Linked DNA regions of Neogale vison: region 2 is linked to region 1. The links are chromatin contacts, called in public Hi-C maps. All regions are on one chromosome and are shown on one strand. Each heading gives the region's core, a stretch centred on a gene start, on an enhancer-like site or on the middle of the called end of the contact. The rest is flanking DNA. Distances are from core to core; before and after follow the strand shown.

The links. A called contact is a pair of places that touch in the nucleus more often than the background predicts.
Region 2: a contact with region 1 is called in a Hi-C map of fibroblasts, with 5 times the contacts expected there. The contact joins the promoter of NFIX here to the enhancer-like site in region 1.

Annotation. Positions count from the first base shown.
Region 1 is chr6:215,408,944-215,413,251 of ASM_NN_V1, forward strand. NFIX (nuclear factor 1 X-type) reads right to left here. Exons shown (of 11, transcript XM_044254082.1): 10 at 3,544-3,635. Among named protein-coding and RNA genes, the nearest start is that of LYL1, 11 kb to the left of the region's middle. Within about 2 kb of position 2,333, the one cell type or tissue checked has open chromatin away from gene starts, as enhancers often do. A contact at or near this core is called in fibroblasts, where this site is marked.
Region 2 is chr6:215,499,053-215,503,360 of ASM_NN_V1, forward strand. It overlaps NFIX (nuclear factor 1 X-type), which reads right to left and starts at 2,341. Exons shown (of 11, transcript XM_044254082.1): 1 at 2,265-2,341. The coding sequence starts at 2,291.

The DNA of each region.
Region 1 (4,308 bases), core at 1,083-3,582:
CCTACCCGTGCTCCATGCCCACACAGAGCCGGGTGGGGAGAGTGGGGCTGGCCTGCCCGAGGCTACATGGTCTGCCCACACAGCCCAGCCAGGACTCGCCAGGACTCGGACACAGAGGAAGGTTCCAAGTCGATGTTCCTACCCGCCACACGTGGCATGCTCCCAGGGAGCCCAGGGCCAAGGCTGCCACACCGGAGTGAGGGCCCCGGGGCAGCGAGATCAGCCAGCTTTTCAAAAGAAGCCAGAAGTCCTGACGGCATTGCATGTGAAAGCTGTCAGTGTTTAAAACCACTTGTTTAAGCCTCACGGATTATGCCCGCTGGCTGGACCTGCCCCTCAGGCTCTGGTCTGGGACCATGGGCAAACTTCTACTAAGGGATGAACACATGGAGTTGTAGTGTTAAAAAGGGCCTGGAAGATTACCTAGAACCTTCTTCGACAATGGAAACGTTCCCTGTTTGCCCTATCCAGTGTGGTAGCCACGAGCCACATGTGGCGTCTCAGCAAGGGAAATGTGGCTGCCGTTACTGAGGACTAAAGTTTTCTCTAGTTGGTTATTTACATTTTTTTTTTTAAATTAGAGATAGAGCGTGCGCACAGGCAGAGGGAGAGGCAGAGGGAGAGGGAGAAGCAGACCCCCCACCACTCCCGCTGAGCAGGGAGCCTGATGTGAGACTTGATCCTAGGAACCTGGGATCATGACCTGAGCCAAAGGCAGACGGTAAATGGCCGAGCCACCCAGGTGCCCCTCTAGTTAGTTATTTAATTTGAACTTCAACAGCCACATGTGGCCAGCACCTGCCCCGCTGGATGGTGCAGATGGAGGACATTTGGAGGCTTGGGGTTGTCACAATGACTGGTGCTGCTGGCATTCACTGGGTGGGCAGAGATGCCCAACTTCCTGCCACGTGCTGGCCCACACCCAGAGACCTGCCTTCCTGTGGCCGAGCTCCTGGAGGAACTGCCCAAGGTCCAACCCCATCAACTAATTACAGGTCTTTAAAGGGAGGCTCACGGGATACCTGGCACTGTGTAGGGGAAACCCAGGCCGAAGGCACCCCAAGTTCGGCAGAAGCTAAGTCAGCAGCCAGCCCCTAGGCTTCCAGTCCTGGCCTGAGAAGGGAGCCGCCTGGGAGAGCCCCTATCCCTGCGGTCTAAGGCCTCTGTGTTCTCTGGGACCCCCTTCGCAAGGGGAGACCACAGAGGAACCCTTACAGTGCCGCTGTGTAAGCCTGGCCCGCCCCCTCCCTGCAAGGGGAAGGAGGCAGGTGACAACGGGGACTCGGAGAGCTCAGCTCGTTTGGCCCCTCTTTGTGGGACCAAGCCAAGGTGCCAGGCTGGTTCCCTTGGAGCTGCACAGGAGGGGGAAAACCACCAGTGTTCAGATTGGGAAGCCCCTCCTGCCCGCCCCCTCCCCGCCCCACAGACCAGGAAGACCCCAGTTCAAGGCCTGGAGTTTCAGACAAAGGTGGTTCCAGGATAGCTCCCCAGTGCCTCCCCACAGGTCCCAGGAAGGAGGGGGGGGGCATCTGCTGCCAAGCACAAAGTGGCTTTTTCTGCTCACCCTTTCTGCTTCCTGAGCCAGGTCCAAAATTGATTAAAACTAAGTAAAAAGCGCTGCCCAGGGAATGACAAAATTGCTAAAATTCTCTTTTCTTCCCTCATTCTATTGTTCTCTCTCCATCTGGTGCTCCAGAGATCAGCTAAAGTCACTGGTTACTGTGGAAACCGCCCCCCACTGTACCCCCTGCGCCCGCTGCAGCCGCCTGCCTGCCCCCAGGCCCAAGGGCTCTCGGCTGTTGTGGGCCTTGTCCGGCTCCAGTCTCCCCCACCGTCACCCCCAGACACACCTGCCTGCTGGGGCCCGGGGCTCAGGCTGCTTTGCAAAACAAGGGGGAGAAAAACTGTTTCCCAAACTTGCCTCAAAGTCTGCCTTGGCCCCAAAGTCCAAGCAAAGTGAGCAGAGAAAGTGAAGAAGGGAAAGCACACGGAGGCAGGCGGAAACAGGGTGAGCGGGGAGGACTCACGGCAGTGGTCCCCAAGAGCAAGCAAGCAACGGGGAGCTCCGAGTTACAGGCGCTGGGGCGGAGGGAGGGAGGGAGGGCGGGCGGGCGGGAGCGATGGAGCCCTGCCGCCTGGTGCCAGCCCAGCGCCAGGAGGGGAGGCCCGCCTGCTGTCCCTTCCTCTGGCACCCCCTCCCGCCCTCTGCCAGCAGGGCTCTCTCGGCCTCCCTGGCACAGAGCAGCGGAGGGGGCTGGCTCCAGCCCCTGCTCGGAGCCATTGTTTTTCTTCTCAACACCCCCAAGTTCAAGTTCATCTGGGTGTTACATCATGTCTGGTTGCTCCTGGAAACCAGACGGGTCAGACGTGACTCTGGGGAAAGGGGGTGGGAAGCTGGAGGGGGTTGAAGTTCCCCTCCCCTCCCCTCCTTGCCACTAGGGAGCTCTGAAGTTTGAAGTTTGACAAAGTTTTTTGGCCTTTTTTTTTTTTTTTTTTTTTGAGGGAGGGAAAGGAAAAGGGAAAAAAAAACAAAACCTCAAACCACACACACAAAACTTCCATCCACCGACTTTCTCTGGACTCAGGCCTCAGAGCAGTAAGGGAGCAGGAGCAGCAAGAGGTGGCCCTGGGGCTCTGGGCTGGGGTGGATTTCCTGGGGTGGAGAAAGCCTCCAAGCCTTGGGCTCACAGGATGGTGTTTTGGTAAAATGCGCAAAAGAGAAAGATTATTTGCATGTTCCTTTCCGAGAAGCCTGGGGCTTTGTAAAACGGCCTCCACCCTGCTGCTGAGGTGGGTCCTCCCTGCACCCCAAGGCCCCCGGGCTCTGTGAGCTTGTCGCAGCCTCTGGGGGACAGGCACAGGGAGGAGGGGCCCACGTGCGTGCGAGAGCACAGATGCCTGTACAAAACCAGATCCAGGGCATTCCAGCAGGAGGGCTGGAGTTTTCCTTATGAGAACTGGGGATGGGCGGGCGGGAGCTGGACTGGAGGTTCCAACAGCCCGGCCTCCCCTCTAACGGGATTCATGGGGACCTGAGGGAGGGGCCTCCAGGGTGGCAACAGGCCCTGCCCTACCCTGGGTGCCAGAGTCTCTGGGCAATCAGCCCACCAGGACGGCTCTGTCCCTCCTCCACCCCTTGCCCAGCCCACCCAAAGCCAAGGAAGAAGGGGAGGGCTGGGGGCCAGGGCTTCCAGCTGGAGAGGGAGCAGAGCAACAGGCAGACGCTGTCCTCTTCCTGACGGGGCCTCGGGCTACCACAAGGCCTGGCCCAGAGCGCCTCTAGCCTCAGGTCTTTGGCCGCCTTCCCCAGGGCCGGGGCTGTCAGAGCTAATTATCCAATTAGCTGATTAGCTAGGGGACCTGGGGGCTGCCTGGGGAGGCAGGCTCAGCTGGGCTTGCAAAAGCCTGGGCCCTCCAGCCCTGCCCTAGCCCCTTCTCCCGGATTGGCCTCAAGGAGCCAGCGTCTTCCCTCCCGCCCGTGATGCCCGCGCCCCTGCCTCTTCCCCCTGTGCCCACATCCACATCGCGGGTGGAGCCTCCTACCTGAGACTGCTGTGGGATGTTCAGAAAGTTGCCGTCCCGGGGTCCGATGCTGACAAACCGGTTGGCAGAGGAGGCGCCTGTCGTTGCGAATGCTGTGGGGAGCAGGGAAGAGAGGGAGAGACCCCGTGAGGCCTTGGGGCCTGCCCGGGCACTGCCCTTCGGGGCTGCTGAGAGAGGGAGAGACTGGATTAGACCACGCTGCCAGGGCTTAGGCTGGCCGTGGGAAGGACAGGCCAGAGGGGTCCCATCACCCGCTCACTGACCAGGAGCACACACTGTCCCCCACCCCTAGCATTCCACCTCAGCCAGATGTCCTCTCTCCTGGCCCAGGGTGTGGGAGGGGCCCTGGAGGCTTTAGCTTGAGGTCCCAGAGACCCTGTTGTGTCCCCAAAGCAGGCACCAAGCAGGACTGAGGCTAGCCCTCGTTGAAGCAAGGCACCCGTGCTTTCCCACGGACTCTCTTGGGTCTTGGGAAGAGGGAGCCTGGGAGGGCGGGATGCTGGGGGCTCAGCCGGACCGGCCCCACCCTGCTCAGGGAAGGCTGGCTCAGCCAGGCCTCCTCTCCGACCAGGGCAGCTGGGCGGGTGCTGCATCACAGAACCACGCCGCCCAGTCCCAAGGATGGGGCTGATGGCTCAGGGAGCTTGCAGGGGTCCAGTGGAGGGCTGAGTTGGATGGGACAGGGGCAGAGAGAGGACCTGGCTGCCAGCTTGGACCCAGCAGGCGTCCTCCTCCTCTGATGCATGAGCCAGAGCCTGTGGTCGC
Region 2 (4,308 bases), core at 1,091-3,590, 90 kb after region 1:
AGACAGAAAAGGGGCAGAGCAAACAGATATAGAGACAGAGACAGAGAAAAAGACAGAGACTGGCAGGGCAAATTACGGAAGCAGAAAGATTTGTAAAAACAGAGACTCTGGATCCAAGAGATATGACTGTCGGGAGGGGCAGACAGACCCTGCTGACCAGCTGACAGCCGCCGCCTGCTCGGAGCTGAAGGGTGCGACCCAGAGACACCATGCGCCCCTTCCTCCCCATCCACCCTGACACACTCAGGCCTGTGACACAGAGCTGAGCCCTTGCTCTGGGGTGTCACAGACTCAAGCCTTGGTCATGCCCCTGAGTCCGGTTGCTACCCAGACCCTTCCTGGTCTTATCACCAGTGGACTGGCTGGCATTTTCTTTCCCAGGGTACCAAGTCTTACCCAGGGCTCAGGGGGCAGGCCAGGCTGCTGGGCGGGTAGCTGGTGGGGAAGGGGTGACTCAAGCATGGGGTCTTGACTCCACTAGGCCCCCGAAACACCAGCACGTAGTCCAGCCAAGCATAGCCCCAAAGGCAGCCATAGCTCAGACCCCGCTGGGTGGGCAGGGTTGTCATGGGACCCAAGATAGAGTGATTGGTCCATCAGAGGCACAGATCTGGGGGGGGGTCCCCCAGGCTGCCACAGTGGCCAGAGTGCCTGCTTACACCTCCATGCATACTGTGATACATACATGTACCTTTGTACCCTCACCAACACTCACACCCAGTTTTGCATAGGAAAACCTGCTCCCTGGGCCACACACATGTCGGTACCATGCAGGCCTCCCCCCCACCAACTCATAGAAGCCACATGCAGACCCCAAGATTGACACACACATACGCACTTGCATCTGTGGATCTAGGAGTGTGGTGCGGCCACGGCTGACACACAACCCCGACCAACTCGCTCGCCCCCCGCTACCCTCTGCCACCTGGTAGCAGCCGTATTGTATTCACTTGGACTCCCACTCCCATCTGTGGGCACACTTGGCAGAAGGCTGGCAGGGCTCAGGCTGGGCAGAGGAGACAATTAGGACCCCAGGCCTGACCTAAAGATTCTCCTTACACACGCAGGCCCTACTGGCAGGCAGGGCTAGGCAGTCCCCAGGTGTCCCCTCTTCTGACTCCGCAATGCCCGCAGTAGCCTGGCCCCCCGTAGGCAGCACTGCCAGGGCCACTGTGGGGCTCTGGACAGTTCTTGTGCCCTCTCAGAGCCTGGGTATCATGGCCCAGGAAAGGTGGAGTGCCAGGGCAGGCATCCCCCGCGCGTTTGCCGCCGCCGAGCGCCGCTAAGGGAAGTTCGCTGGAGGCGGGACGTGCTCTGCTCACGCAGCGCGCCAAGGTCGGCTCTGTTGTGCCCGTGGCTGACCCGACGGCGTGGCCGCAGCACGGTTGGCGGCATCCACGGCTGTCTCCCGCCCCTCCCGCCTCCGGGCGGCAGGACGGGATTCCCCCGGCCCGCCCGGTCCACCGCGCCGCAGCCAGGGTAGCTGGGGCCGGAAAGTTTGCGCCGAGGAAAGTTTGGGGCGGTGGGGGGGCCGCGGCTGCGACGTCCAGGGTCGGCCGAGAGGCGCGGCCCCGGCTGGCAGCGCGCCCGTCCCTCCCTCCCCTCCCCTAACCCTCCGAAATTTGGGAGCCCCGCCATTTTCTTAGCCCCGCTCCCATGTGAGGCCTGAACAAAGACTTTGGGGCGACGCCCGGGCCGCTCGGCCGGCCCCGGGCACCCCGGCTGCACGCAGGGGCCGCCGCCACGCATACCGGCCGCTGCCACCCTCGGAAAAGCTGCGCCCGCCCCACAGAGCGCCGCGGGACCCAGTCCCAGCTCCGAGCCCTCGGGACCACCCCCTGCCACTCTGTCACCCCTGCAACCACTGCCAGTGGCCACGCTGCTCGGGTGCACGCCACAGTCGCCCATCGGTCGGCGGGAGTCCACCGCACCCCAGTCGAGCGCGCGCGCACACGCACGCACCACACACACACACACACACACACGCACTCCCGCTCCTCGCTCCGGGGGCAGCGCCACGCACGCAGCCGGCCACCCCCAGAGCCCCCACCAGGAGTCCTCCGGGTGGCCAGGGTCGCACGCGCACCCTGACGCCCGCCTGCGTGCAGGGACTGCCCACAGCACGGCTTGCACCCCTCGGCCGCCCGCAGTCTCACTCCCCCCCCACCGGGCCGCCGCGCGCCCCCTCCGTCCGTCCTCCCGCCCGCCCGCCGGCCTCCTGCGCCCGCTCCCCTCCCCGGTCGCCCAGGGGCGGCGGCCGGTACCTGGGTGAGGCAGTACGGGGAGTACATAGCTGGGCGCCCAGGCGGGAGCGCGGCGGCCGGCCGCGGCGAGGGGAGGCCCGGCAGGCGGCGGCCGCGCTCGGGCTCCGGCTCCGGCTCGGCTCCTCCGGCCTCCGCCGCGCTGCGCCCGCCCGGCCCGCGGCCCCGCGCTCGCCGCTCGCAGGCTCGGCCCCGCCGGCTCCGGGGCCGCCGCCGCCGCCGCCGCCGCCGCCGCCGCCGCGCTCGCCGCTGCCTCTCGCGTCCGCTGCTGCCGCCGCCGCTGCGCGTCTACTCCATGCCGCCGCCGCTCGGCCGGTCACCCTCGCCCGCCGCCGCCGCCAACGCCGCCGCCGCCGCCGCGCTGTGAAAGTGAAAGTTTAGACAAAGTTTGGAAGCGGCGCACTCCGGGGAGAGGGAGCGGGCGGGCGGCGCGGGCGGGAGGAGGGGCGCGGGGAGGGGCGGGCAGGGCGGGGGAGCGGCGGCCGGCGCGCACACACACACACATGCACACACACATGCACACACGCGCGCGGGGGCGCACACCGACACAGCCACCCCGACACGTGCTGGCCCGCGTTCCATCGCAGACACACGCTGACACACAGCAGGGTTCGGACCCCGCCACACATGTCACGTACAGAACGCATTGCCACACGTTCCACGTTCCAACAACGAAGCACACACAGACACCTACACATACACAGCATAGACACACGCCCTGGTGCACCAGTCGGCGACCCACACGCTGACAGGCACACAGGCCCACCATCACACGATGATAACCTATACACACACATTCCAGCAATGAACCATGCTTAGACAGGCGAACATGGGCCTTCCACGGACACACACTGATACACACCAAGAGACACATACACCCTTGCGTACTGACACGTACGGTTCACGCTGACACACTGACAGGCATGATCACACAACCACACTGTGACGCACTCCAGACATACAACTCCTATATATAGACACCCACAGGCACACACAAAGCCACACCGAAACATCCTGGCAGTAGCCAGCCGGGCACACAGAATGACACTAATAAAATGAAGATGTGCTAACACACTGTCAAACAAACATAAGCCATCAGATACCGGCATGGCATGCACATGCCCAGTGACACAGGGAAGGAGCACACTGACCCTGATACAAAGAGATACAAAGTGTCACTGATACAAACTGACATTGGCAGTCACAACAACACAAGGACATACACAGGACACACCTGGTGCCCAGATGAACCCCTGGGCCTTGGGTACACTGACCAGTAGTCCAGGGGATCACCCAGCCATGCACACAGGTATGACACACATACACCCAGGCCCTTCCCACACCCCAGCCTTATGGCCCTCATGCAAATACACACACACACACTCACACACACACACACATACGCACTTGTACTTGGCCCCGATCGTGGACATACACAGATCTAGCAGGCACCACAGAGCCCTGCAGGGACAGAATGGGCATGGAGGCCTCAGGTTCACGTACACTCTTGCCCCACCTCCACCCCTGTGAGACTCCAGTCTCTCATGCAAGCCCCTGAGCCCTCAGAAAGGAACGGGGGCAGAAGTGGGTACTGAGGACCCTGGTGTGGGGCAGGGGGAGCCCTTAGGTGACCCCTGAGGTGGGCGGGGAGGCGTTGTCTGCAGCCCCTGGGCAGCTCCTGCCGAGACAAAGCTCTCTCCTGCTGCCAGGTACAGCCAACACCTTCTCACCCTCCCGGGGCCAAGAAGCTGTGGCAATGCTAAGCCCTGCATTGTCTGTGGGAGGGGTGCAGGTTCCCAGGTGTGTGCGTGTGCACGCGCGCTCGTGCTGGGCTGGCTGTGCAGGGCTGCCAAGGCTATACTCCTTGGGTCCCTGCAAGCAGACACAGGTGTGTGTGTGTGTGTGTGTGTGTGTGGTCATATTACATCACTGAGGCAGGATGACTGGAGTTGTGTCCTCGGGTGTCTGTGTGGGTCTGGGTGTACACTGAAACACAGGTCAGTATACACCCAGGAGTCTCTTTGTGGGGACCAGCATTGTGTCGTGG